Linked DNA regions of Sus scrofa: region 2 is linked to region 1. The links are chromatin contacts, called in public HiChIP or PLAC-seq maps. All regions are on one chromosome and are shown on one strand. The core of a region is the stretch at or near the end of the contact, and the rest is flanking DNA. Distances in the headings are between cores, read along the strand shown.

Region 1 (4,729 bases), core at 737-3,236:
GTGAGATGGGAAGATAACGAGAAAGGTGACTCCCAAACGGATTTTAACTTTTTGTGTTTTTCATTTTTAATTATGAAAAATAGGTTCACATTTTCCCCAAGTTTTAAAAGCAGTCACTTCTTCCTTTCTTCGCGTCTCTGAGTTAAAATTATAGGCCCTGCCTGATAAATCACTGGCTAGAACACAAACCACCGAGACTGGCAAAGGTCCTGTGACAAGCAGCGCTGAGAGCTGAAAGGACTTGTACGTGCACCCGGCCTCCTGAGACGAACTCGGCTCTAGAAAGACGAGCACCTTTGACACTCTTTTCTAGTTGGAAATATACTTTCCTTTGCAGTAAAGCGTTTCAGCTTCACAGCAACCTCATGATAGAGGTAAAAGAGAAGTTAAGAAAAAATGCACAGGAGGAGTTCCCCTTGTGGCTCAGAGGGTTAAGAACCCAACTGGTATCCAGAAGGATGCAGGTTTGATGCCTGGGCTTGCTCAGTGGTTAAAGGATCTGGCATTGTCGCAAGCTGTGGTGTGGGTCACAGAGACAGCTTGGATCTGGAGTTGCTGTGGCTGTGGTGTAGGCTGGCGGCGAAGGCTCCAATTCGACCCCTAGCCTAGGAACCTCCATATACTGTGGGTATGGCCCTAAAGAGACAAAAAAAAAAAAAAAAAAAAAAAAAAAACCGACCCAGTAGATCATGTTGTTCCTTTTTAGAGATAATAAGAACAGGAAATAGGGGTAAAATTTAAAACACAATACTTTAAAAACATGCTCTTCACTAAGTTAGCTTAGTTTTAACATAGGAAAAGGTACAACAAAAATAGTTCTGTTTGGCACAACAAACTTTAAAAGTATCATTTATTCACTTGGTGATTATAACTCTGTTAACTGAATTTCATTTTAAATATTTTAATTTTTTATTGGGGGGAAGCTTCACGGCTGAAATTTTAGACATTTCTTACTGCTTTGTTTTGACACATCCGAGAAGTAGGCCATCAATGCTCTAGGGCAGAAGGGGAAGAAAGGTTATGGGGTTTTCTGGACAGAACGCCTCCATTCTGTTATGCAGATAATAAAATATTTCAGAACAGAGGACTAAGAGAAAAGGAGAAAAGTCATCCACATTCCTTTAAATAGCTTTTGCCACCTACCAAGTCTCACCTTCTAAGGTGACACTTGGTTCTCGCACTAGAGACTTCTGTTCCACTGCCTGCCTGCCTGCCCTCGGTACATATCCAGGCATTATGACTTAATGTTTCAAAGAGACTTATTTTAAAATCTTTTCATTGTGTATTTTTAAAGTCACAGAGAAGACAGACAATAAAAACAAGACAACAATATAGCAATGCTCTAAATGTTTTGGCCATTATTTCCTAAAAGCACATTCTAAATTATAAGAGGGGAGTTCTCATTGTAGCTCAGTAGGTTAAGAACCTGACTAGTAACCATGAGGATGCGGGTTCCATCCCTGGCCTCACTCAGTGGGTTGAGGATCCGGCACTGCCTCGAGGTGTGGCGTAGGGCGCAGATGTGGCTCAGATCTGGCACTGCTGTGCTGCAGGCAGGCAGCTGCAGCTCTGATTCGACCCCTAGCCTAGGAACTTCCATACGCCACAGGTGTGGCCCTGAAAATAAATAAATAGGTAAATATATAAATAAATAAGGGGGTTATAAAAACAATTGTTAATTAGAACCCTTCATTGCATATAATGTGATTGGGTCAGGATAGAGTAGATCCTGCCTAGAAATGGAATGAAACAGAACCCAGGCCTCCTGCCCTTAGTACACATTTCACCTCGGTCTCTTGCGGGGGGTGGGGGTGGGGGGTACCTCATTTTCTGGGAATGCTTTTCATACACCCATAGAAGGACAAATTAGGGAGAGGAGAGAAGACCAGAGTCCAGGGTAGACCCTATCGAACACCCCTGGTGCCCCTCCACACTCAGGGCCTGGCAGAACGCTGACGAGGGCTGACAAGGTCATGCTGCCCCCGTCGAGCCAGCTGAAGGGAGAGGCTGCTAGTCATCAGGTCACATGTAAGCCACACTCCCTCACAGGGTGTTGGCAGCTCCACTTTTCCACTGGGGAGGCAGACGTTCTTGAAGATCCCACAAGGGAGATTAAATATTTCCACAGCTCCACGTTCCATATCCACAGCAAAAGACATGCACCTGTTACCGAAACAGCAGACCTTCGCCCAGGTTAAACCAAAAGGAAGAGACAAAAAACACACTTGCCAAGGTGCTGCAAAGCTGTCATTAAAAAAAGAGAGAGAGACAGACAGACAGAAAAGACACTCCTGGACATGGAGAACAGACTTGTGGCTGTCAATGGGGAGGGAGTGGGGTAGACTGGGAGTCTGGGGTTACAGATGCAAACTATGCATTTGGAGTGGATAAGCAATGAGATCCTGCTGTGTAGCACAGACAACTGTATCTTGTGATGGAACATGATGGAGGATAATGTGAGAAAAAGAATATGTGTGTATGTGTGTGTGTGTGTGTATATATATATATATAAACTGGGTTAGCAGAAATTGACAGAACAGTGCAAATAAACTATAATAAAAATTTTTAATTAAAATATAACCCCACCTCGAACTTAAAACAGGGTTTCTAAACTAAAATTATAAAGTCCACAGTTACTACAGCATCACAGACCCCTTGACCACTCAACATAGTATTAATCGATGATGGCAGCAATGACAAATGGTTCTCAAAAAAAAAAAAAAATCAGAACTCCCTGCCCCCATCTGTTCGCTATTGCCCAACTACTAACATAGGAACATTGAGTAACACGTCCCTTTTCATAGACAGAGGACTGGATTTATGATCACAAGACCAGGGGTGAATTCTTGCTGACCTACTTCCTAAATTATGAACTTATTCACTGAGCCTGTTTCTATACCAGGAAAATAGAAATGATGCCTGTCCAACCTTGCTCAGCTGTTCACTGGGAGGACTGAATTCTCACCTACCTGTGAAAGCACCGGGAAAATTTTCATTAAGTGCTACATGAATGTCAGGTATCATTACACAGAAAAGAAAACGCTTATAATAAAATGCACAGCACAGAGGGCTTCCCACAGACACTGGCGATAAGCAAGTCAGAAAAACTAAAGCAGCTGCATATCTTTTTTTTTTTTTTCTTGCTTTTTAGGGCTGAACTTGAGGCATATGGAAGTTCCCAGGCTAGGGGTGGAATTGGAGCTACAGCTGCTGGCCTACACCACAGCTTATGGCAATACCGGATCCTTAACCCACTGAGTGAGGCCAGGGATCGAACACGCATCCTCATGGATCCTAGTCAGGTTCTTTTAACTGCTGAGGGACAAAGGGAACTCCCTGCATATCTTTTTTAAGTACAAACATATTGGTTTAAGAACCCAGCAGCAAACACTCTAACACCGAATAGCCTAAGGATTTCACAGAACTTGCTTGGAGGAGGGCCCCTCATGATATTTGTTAAAGGAATGGACAGCATAATGACAAATTACAGTAAAGGATCTATTTTCCTCGTCTCAATGGGTTGGGATTCTCAGATTCTACCGTTATTATTACTCATTTCCTCTCATCTTTACGTGCATATTCTAAAGCCATGCTGGGGAAGAAAAGTCTTCTAAGAACACAGCAATACAGTTCAAATGCTCGCTCAAAATGAACTATGGTGCTAACACTCCAAATAGGTTTTCAATCCTGAAAATCTTTAACTTGGTTAGACTGTTAAATGATGACCTTTCTTCCTTCTCATCCCCTTAAATGTGGCCGTGGCTCTGTGCACCAGCCCAGGCCGAGGTTCTTCACACCCTGATATGATTCCAGGATGACCTCATGCAAACATATGGTTTCAAGCGCTCAGCATGAGCTCATGAGTCTCTCTCCATTCCAGCCCAGGCATCTCCCCGCACAGCCAGCCTCCAGAGACAGCTCACTTGGAAGTCCCACAAGACACAGAGTCCACACTCTCCCCACACCATCCTTCTCCCCATCTCATCCTCCGCAACCCCTGCCAAAAACCCAGAGACCCCAACTTCTCTCTGTGACTCACTGACCACGACCTCCAGAAGCACCGTCCTTCCAACCACCCACAACTCTGTTCCCTCTGCGAGTGCCCTGCCCCCAGGACTAGCCCAACAGGGCTGCTAATTGGCCTCTGGGCCCGCATCCAACTCATCCCCCAACAAAAACAAGAATGGTTCCAAAGCACACCTCTGATGATATCATCTTCCTGCTGAAAATCCTACAAAAGCTGCCCCATAACCTTCGAGATCAAGTTCACACCCTGTAACGAGCACAACAGAGCCTTTCGTGAATGTCGCGCATCTCCAAAGGCTGAGCTTAGGTCCCATCCACAGCAGGCCACTTCACACCTGCACACCTTTGAACGTGCTGTTCTCTCCGCCTGGACCACTGTCCTCACCCCCCTTTCTGCTTTTTTCGTCGTCATCATCATTGTCGTCGTCATCCTGTTCTTTCTTTTATTTTCTGCTAACTCCAACCCGTTTTCAACTCAGTCTCCAGAATGCAACTCAGTCTCCAGAAATCCTTCTGGAATCCGTCTGGAAACCCTCAGATTCCCCCAGTCTGATTAATCTGACGCTCCTCCGAGACCCTGATGCCACTGGGAAGACCCCGGGCCTCCTTCCCACCACTGAGTCTTACTGCACTGTCATTACCTGTAGGCCTCCTCTAGAGACGCTAAGCTCCTTCGGGGTAACCTGGGCTGTCTGTTATGACT
Region 2 (5,341 bases), core at 577-3,076, 61 kb after region 1:
CTTGGTCTCAACCAACTCTAAACCCCTCACAAGTGGTTGTTAAACCACAGCCCTGAGACCGAAAGAGGAAAAAGAAGCCATTTCCCACAAAGGCTAAACTAACAAAGTGAACCCTCTAGAAGGAGAGCCCCTAAGGCTGAGAAAAGATACTATGAAGAGTGCTCTAAAATTAAAGATAAACCTTAGTCTTCAATCAATATACTTTTATATAGGAAAGAATGAAGGTGTTTATTTTGGATACCAAGCTCCAGGAGGCCTGCCTCTAAGCAAAATAAGAGGAAGTTCAGACCACAGCCCGCTGGGGTGGAGGCAGAAGCAGAATGCCAGTCAGCCAAGAGACCCCTGGTGAGGGCCAGTGTCACCTGAGCAAGTCCCCACTCGTTCAACACCGATTTCCTCACGAGTGAAACAGTCACTTCTGAAGTGAGAAGGGAACAGACCGGCAGGAGAGAGAGGGTGAGCCCGTGAAATACAGGTGCTAATCACCTCCCTCCTTCACATCTTATGTATATCTGCTTCTGGGTGTATTTTATTTTCTATCTTTATTTAAAATAGTCCCGTCAGTCAATCTTAAATCTACCACGCCTTTTTAAAAAAATTATTTTTTGAAGGCCTGAGGCCTAAGCATCCCTGGAAGAGATGGCAGAAGTAGCAGAAGCATCTCACTCACCTCCCGGTCTCAGACTGAGGAGCCCCAGCTGAGCCTGGGCCATGGATGAAGCTGTGGGGTTCTGCCCAGCGTCTGCACTCACCCCCTCTGGCCCAGACCCCTCCCAGGGGAGAAGAGAGAGTTCATGCATTTCAGGCCTACCTCCACCCAGAAGAACGCTGCAGCGGGCGTCAGAAATCCACAAGAACCTAGGCCTGCTTCTGCGCCCAACTGGCTGAATGCGCCCCACCCGGGGGGGCCTCAGTTTTCCTGTCTCCAAAATAAAAGGCTTGAAGGAGATCACATGAAAGCCTCCTCCCTCCTCTCAATTTCTAATTCCATTATTCTTCCATGGAAACGTGCCTTGCAGAAAACAGTAGCCCCTGCTTTCAAGCAAGACACGTGGCTCTAGGTCCCCGTGACCAGCCCCCTCAATCACCGCATCCCATCTTCAAGAAGTATGATGCATCAGAACTGAAACACAGGCTGTTGCTTTCGCGTGGTACCCGACCTGGTCATCGTCAACATGGATTTTCTCTCGGGTCTTTCTTCCTCTGAATCCCACAATCCCACGAAAGCCCCCTGCCTACCCCTCCCAGTTTCTAAACTCCAAGCTGCCCTTCCGTGAATAAGAAAATACCCACCCCAACCCGGCCTGGTGGAAGGTGCCTCAGCACTTTTCCTGGCGTCAAGGATCCCACCTCCGCCCTACTCTCTCCCCGGAGTGTCTTTTTAGCCGGATCGATTCCCAAGCGTGCCCTCTCCCGGCAAACAAGCCGACCGATGCCTCCTCCCCCTCAACCCCGGCAGGCAAGGCGGCCGCTCACGGCTCCAGCCCCAGCAGACCCAAACCTCTCACCAGCCCGCAGCGAGCGGCCCCTGGGAGCAGCGGGAAGGGCCCCACGCCTCGGGAGAGGAAAGGAAAAGACAGCCGGCTCGGCCCCGGCCGCGGTGCCCACCCCGGCGGCGCGGGGGAGGCCTCCCCGCCGGGTTTCCTGTCACTTACGGGCGGCAGCTCCGGGCAGAGCCGGGCAGCGGACGAGCTGGTGGCGGAGTTTGCTGACTCAAAGGCGCAGCAGCGGCGGCGGCGGCGGCGACGAGCGCACACGAGCGCAGCCCCGCGCTCCCCGCGCACGTAGCGGCCCCGCGCCCGCCGCCGGCTTCCGCCGCCACCGCACCGCCCAGCGCAGGTGCGGCGCCGCGCCGGCCCGCCCCACCCCGCCCAGCCCCGCGGCCGACCCGGACGCGGCCCCCCGGCCCCCTGTCCCCCCGGCCCCCGAACGGGTCGGCCGCCGGGGGGCGCCGCGCGGTCCGCAGCCCGGTTCCTCCTCCCGCGTCCGCAAAATGAGGCTGCGGAGCAGGCACCCCCGCTCGGCCTGATGCTAAGACCTTGGCCTGCGAGCCGCGCCCTTGGGAATGGCCATTTGAATGCCACCTTGAGCTTGCTGACCCCCGCTCCCCCTGCCCGCCCCCCGCTCCGTCCCCTTAGTTATGGGGAGGCCTGATGAGTGAGGAGAGGGATGCCTAGGTAATGGTAGAATGTCGTAGAACTCAAGTGGTGGGCATATGGGTGTTTGCTGCAAAATTCTTTCAACGTGTCTGTATGTTTGAAATATTTCACTTTGGGGGGAAGGAAATGAGATCTGCCCAGGGGCCCGAGTCAGTAAACCATGCGTCTAACCCACCTACTTGCCTGGAAAACCGCAATAATCGCTTAAACCGCTCCTAGACAACTACATGGCAGAATAATAAAAGTAGTGTTAAAAAAAAAAAATCCACAGAGCGAACTTCAAAGGTTTTATTGGCTTCATTCATTGATTCATGATGGGGCAGCATCCAAGCTAGCAGCTAGAAAGGAGCTCTAAGGAACGGTAACAAAATGAAAGACTGACGTGTGTAAGGAGGCAGAACAAGGAAGTGATTCTAACAAAAAAAGGATTGGTCATGGCGAGTCACTGTCCTCTAGAAGACGGGGGTCTATCAGGCTGATCACGCCACCGGTGCTGACCAGGTAATTGCAGATTCCATTCCTTATTGGGAAAGGCTGAAACTAAAGTCTTAAGTTTCCATTTGGTGATGTCTTCGCACAAACACTTAGCATAAGTGACTCCATTTGGGCCCCGTTGTCTCTTTTTTGACAGTAGCCTAATGGTTCGTTATTTAAGCACAAGTTTCTTCCATTAGACACAGTCAGCTACTGATGACTTTAAGGGCCTTTCCAGGCCTATCTGAAAATACACACATCTATCCCCCACACCCCAATTGGCTTGACAAGGTAAAACTTCTAAAACTACAATATTCTGTCATAACAGCCTGAATCCTGACCTTGCGTCACTGAATCTTGAATCACCTGTATCTAATTTCCTAAAATTGCACCCAAGTTATAACACACAGGTGAATGGAAAGATAATCACTTCTGACAATCAAATTAAAATGTTTTCCAAATTCTTTTCCCTATGCTCCACAAAGAAAAGCATTGACTGAAAAACAAAATGCAGTGTGTCTAAGATCCCAAGAGATTCTGCAAAATTAAAATCTTCCTGGATTTATTATCATCAAGAGCCCACCCTTACACAAGAGTTCCCTTATGACAGAAAGTTAAGGACCTGGTGTTGTCACTGCAGTACTGGGGTTGCTGCTATGCTGAGGGTTCAGTCCCTGGCCTGGGAACTTCCACATGCCGAGGGCATGGCCAAAAAATAAATAAATAAATAAAGTACTCCCTTAAAACTCTGAACAAAGCAGCAAAATACCTTTGGAGAGTCTATAGGAGGTCATTTAAATATCTGTTAGAATTATGGCCTTAACAGAAAGAAACAATATGAAACGAATTCAGAGTAGAATGAAGCAATAATGAATTTTAATCCATTCCATCAGGATAGCATCTGAGTGGTGTTTCTAGTTTAAGAATTGTAACATGCGACCTGAATCCAAGAGACTGAGCTAAGTGATCAACCACTTTTGTTAGGTTTGACTTTTTGTTATACCTGCAGTGGGCAGCTTAAAAACAAACAAAAAACTGGGACTCTCTGGTGCTTAAGAAATCCTAGCATGCTAATAAAATCACCATAAAATTGCTTTTAAGAAGAACTTCTCTTACCTGTCCAAATCTTGCCTCAACTGTCGCTTCCAGGATCAGGGTAACTGATTCAGGAGTTCCCGTCGTGGCACAGTGGTTAACGAATCGGAGTAGGAACCATGAGGTTGCGGGTTCGGTCCCTGCCCTTGCTCAGTGGGTTGACGATCCAGCGTTGCCGTGAGCTGTGGTGTAGGTTGCAGACGCAGCTCGGATCCCGCGTTGCTGTGGCTCTGGCGTAGGCCGGTGGCTACAGCTCTGATCCGACCCCTAGCCTGGGAACCTCCATATGCCTCGGGAGCGGCCCAAGAAATAGCAAAAAAAAAAAAAAAAAAAAAAGACAGGGTAACTGATTCAAACCCCATCTTTACCACCTCTTGCTATGTGATCCTGGGAAAATAATTTTCTGGGCCTCATTTTACCATGTGAAAAAAGGAAATGAAAATAAGAGCACCAGCCTCATAGGGTTGTTGAAGGGGTAAGGGAAAAAATCCAGGGAAACCTCCTGAACTGGGCTAGATGCAGAGTATGCGCTCAATAAATTTTAGTTATTATATTAACGTTGTTGGTATAATATGATCCTCTTCTCTAATATCTTCCACCTCCAAGTGCCCTTACTTAGATATATTAAGGAAAGTCAACTTTGGCCCCTAAGATGCGGCCCTAAAAAGCATAAAAAGAAGAAGACACTGAGTTCTTCATCCATCTCCTGGGAAAATGGCCACATCCACAGACAATAAAAATGGACGTTGCCTGGACTTGATGTTCAGAAGTTATAATTAACTGATACTATACAGTTATTCTATTTTATTTATCCATTTATTTAGGGTTTTTTTTTAGGGCTGCACCAGCAGGATATAGAGATTCCCAGGGCAGGGGTTGGATCAAAGCTGTAGCCGCTGGCCTACACCATAGCCACAGCAACACCAGATTCGAGCTGCTCTGCTACCTGCACCACAGCTGAAGACAACGCCGGATCCTCAGCCCACTGACTGAGGCCAGGAATTGAACCTGTGTCCTCATGAATGCCAGTCAAGTTCATTTCCACTGTACCACGATGGGAACTCCCTATACATTTAGGGCATGTTATCCAAAACTGTCTTTTTTTTTTTTTTTTTTTTTTTTGTCTTTTCTAGGGCCGCACCCACGGCATATGGAGGTTCCCAGGCTAGGAGTCTAATTGGAGTTGTAGCTGCTGGCCTACACCACGGCTCACGGCAACGCCAGATCCTTAGCCCATTGAGCGAGGCCAGGGGTCAAACCCGCAGCCTCATGGTTCCTAGTCAGATTCGTTACCCACTGAGCCATGATGGGAACTCCAAAAAAAGTATCTTTAAATTTACATGAATGGTCCTGACTTCTTAAGAAACACTGTCGTAGTACATATTCGTATTGTACAAAAGATGGTTTTATCATTCATCAAACAACTAATAATGGGATGTGAGCAAAAAATTTAAACAAATAACAAGTAATTTGGATTTTGATTCCTCATTTTACATTATAATCTTTTCTCAATAAAATGAAGATATACAGATTAATGTGAACAAAAATAATTACTCTTGAAGTTCCCTGGTGGCTCAGCAGGTTAAGGATCTGACATTGTCAGTGCTGCAGTT

What was found. HiChIP or PLAC-seq counts read pairs in DNA pulled down with a chosen protein or histone mark.
Region 2: an H3K27ac HiChIP or PLAC-seq map of alveolar macrophages shows a contact between it and region 1. The contact joins the promoter of SNX10 here to the enhancer-like site in region 1. A contact is called at or near these places in 15 of 47 Hi-C or Micro-C datasets (alveolar macrophages, blood, embryonic fibroblasts and 8 more) and 1 of 2 datasets of contacts at active chromatin or transcription factors (alveolar macrophages).

The regions. Positions count from the first base shown.
Region 1 is chr18:46,079,630-46,084,358 of Sscrofa11.1, forward strand. The region is part of intron 2 of SNX10 (sorting nexin-10); the gene reads right to left. Among named protein-coding and RNA genes, the nearest start is that of SNX10, 61 kb to the right of the region's middle. Within about 2 kb of position 1,987, at least 11 of the 83 cell types and tissues checked have an H3K27ac peak or open chromatin away from gene starts, as enhancers often do. A contact at or near this core is called in alveolar macrophages, liver, retroperitoneal adipose tissue and 1 more, where this site is marked.
Region 2 is chr18:46,141,157-46,146,497 of Sscrofa11.1, forward strand. SNX10 (sorting nexin-10) reads right to left here and starts at 1,827. Exons shown (of 7, transcript XM_021079049.1): 1 at 1,656-1,827.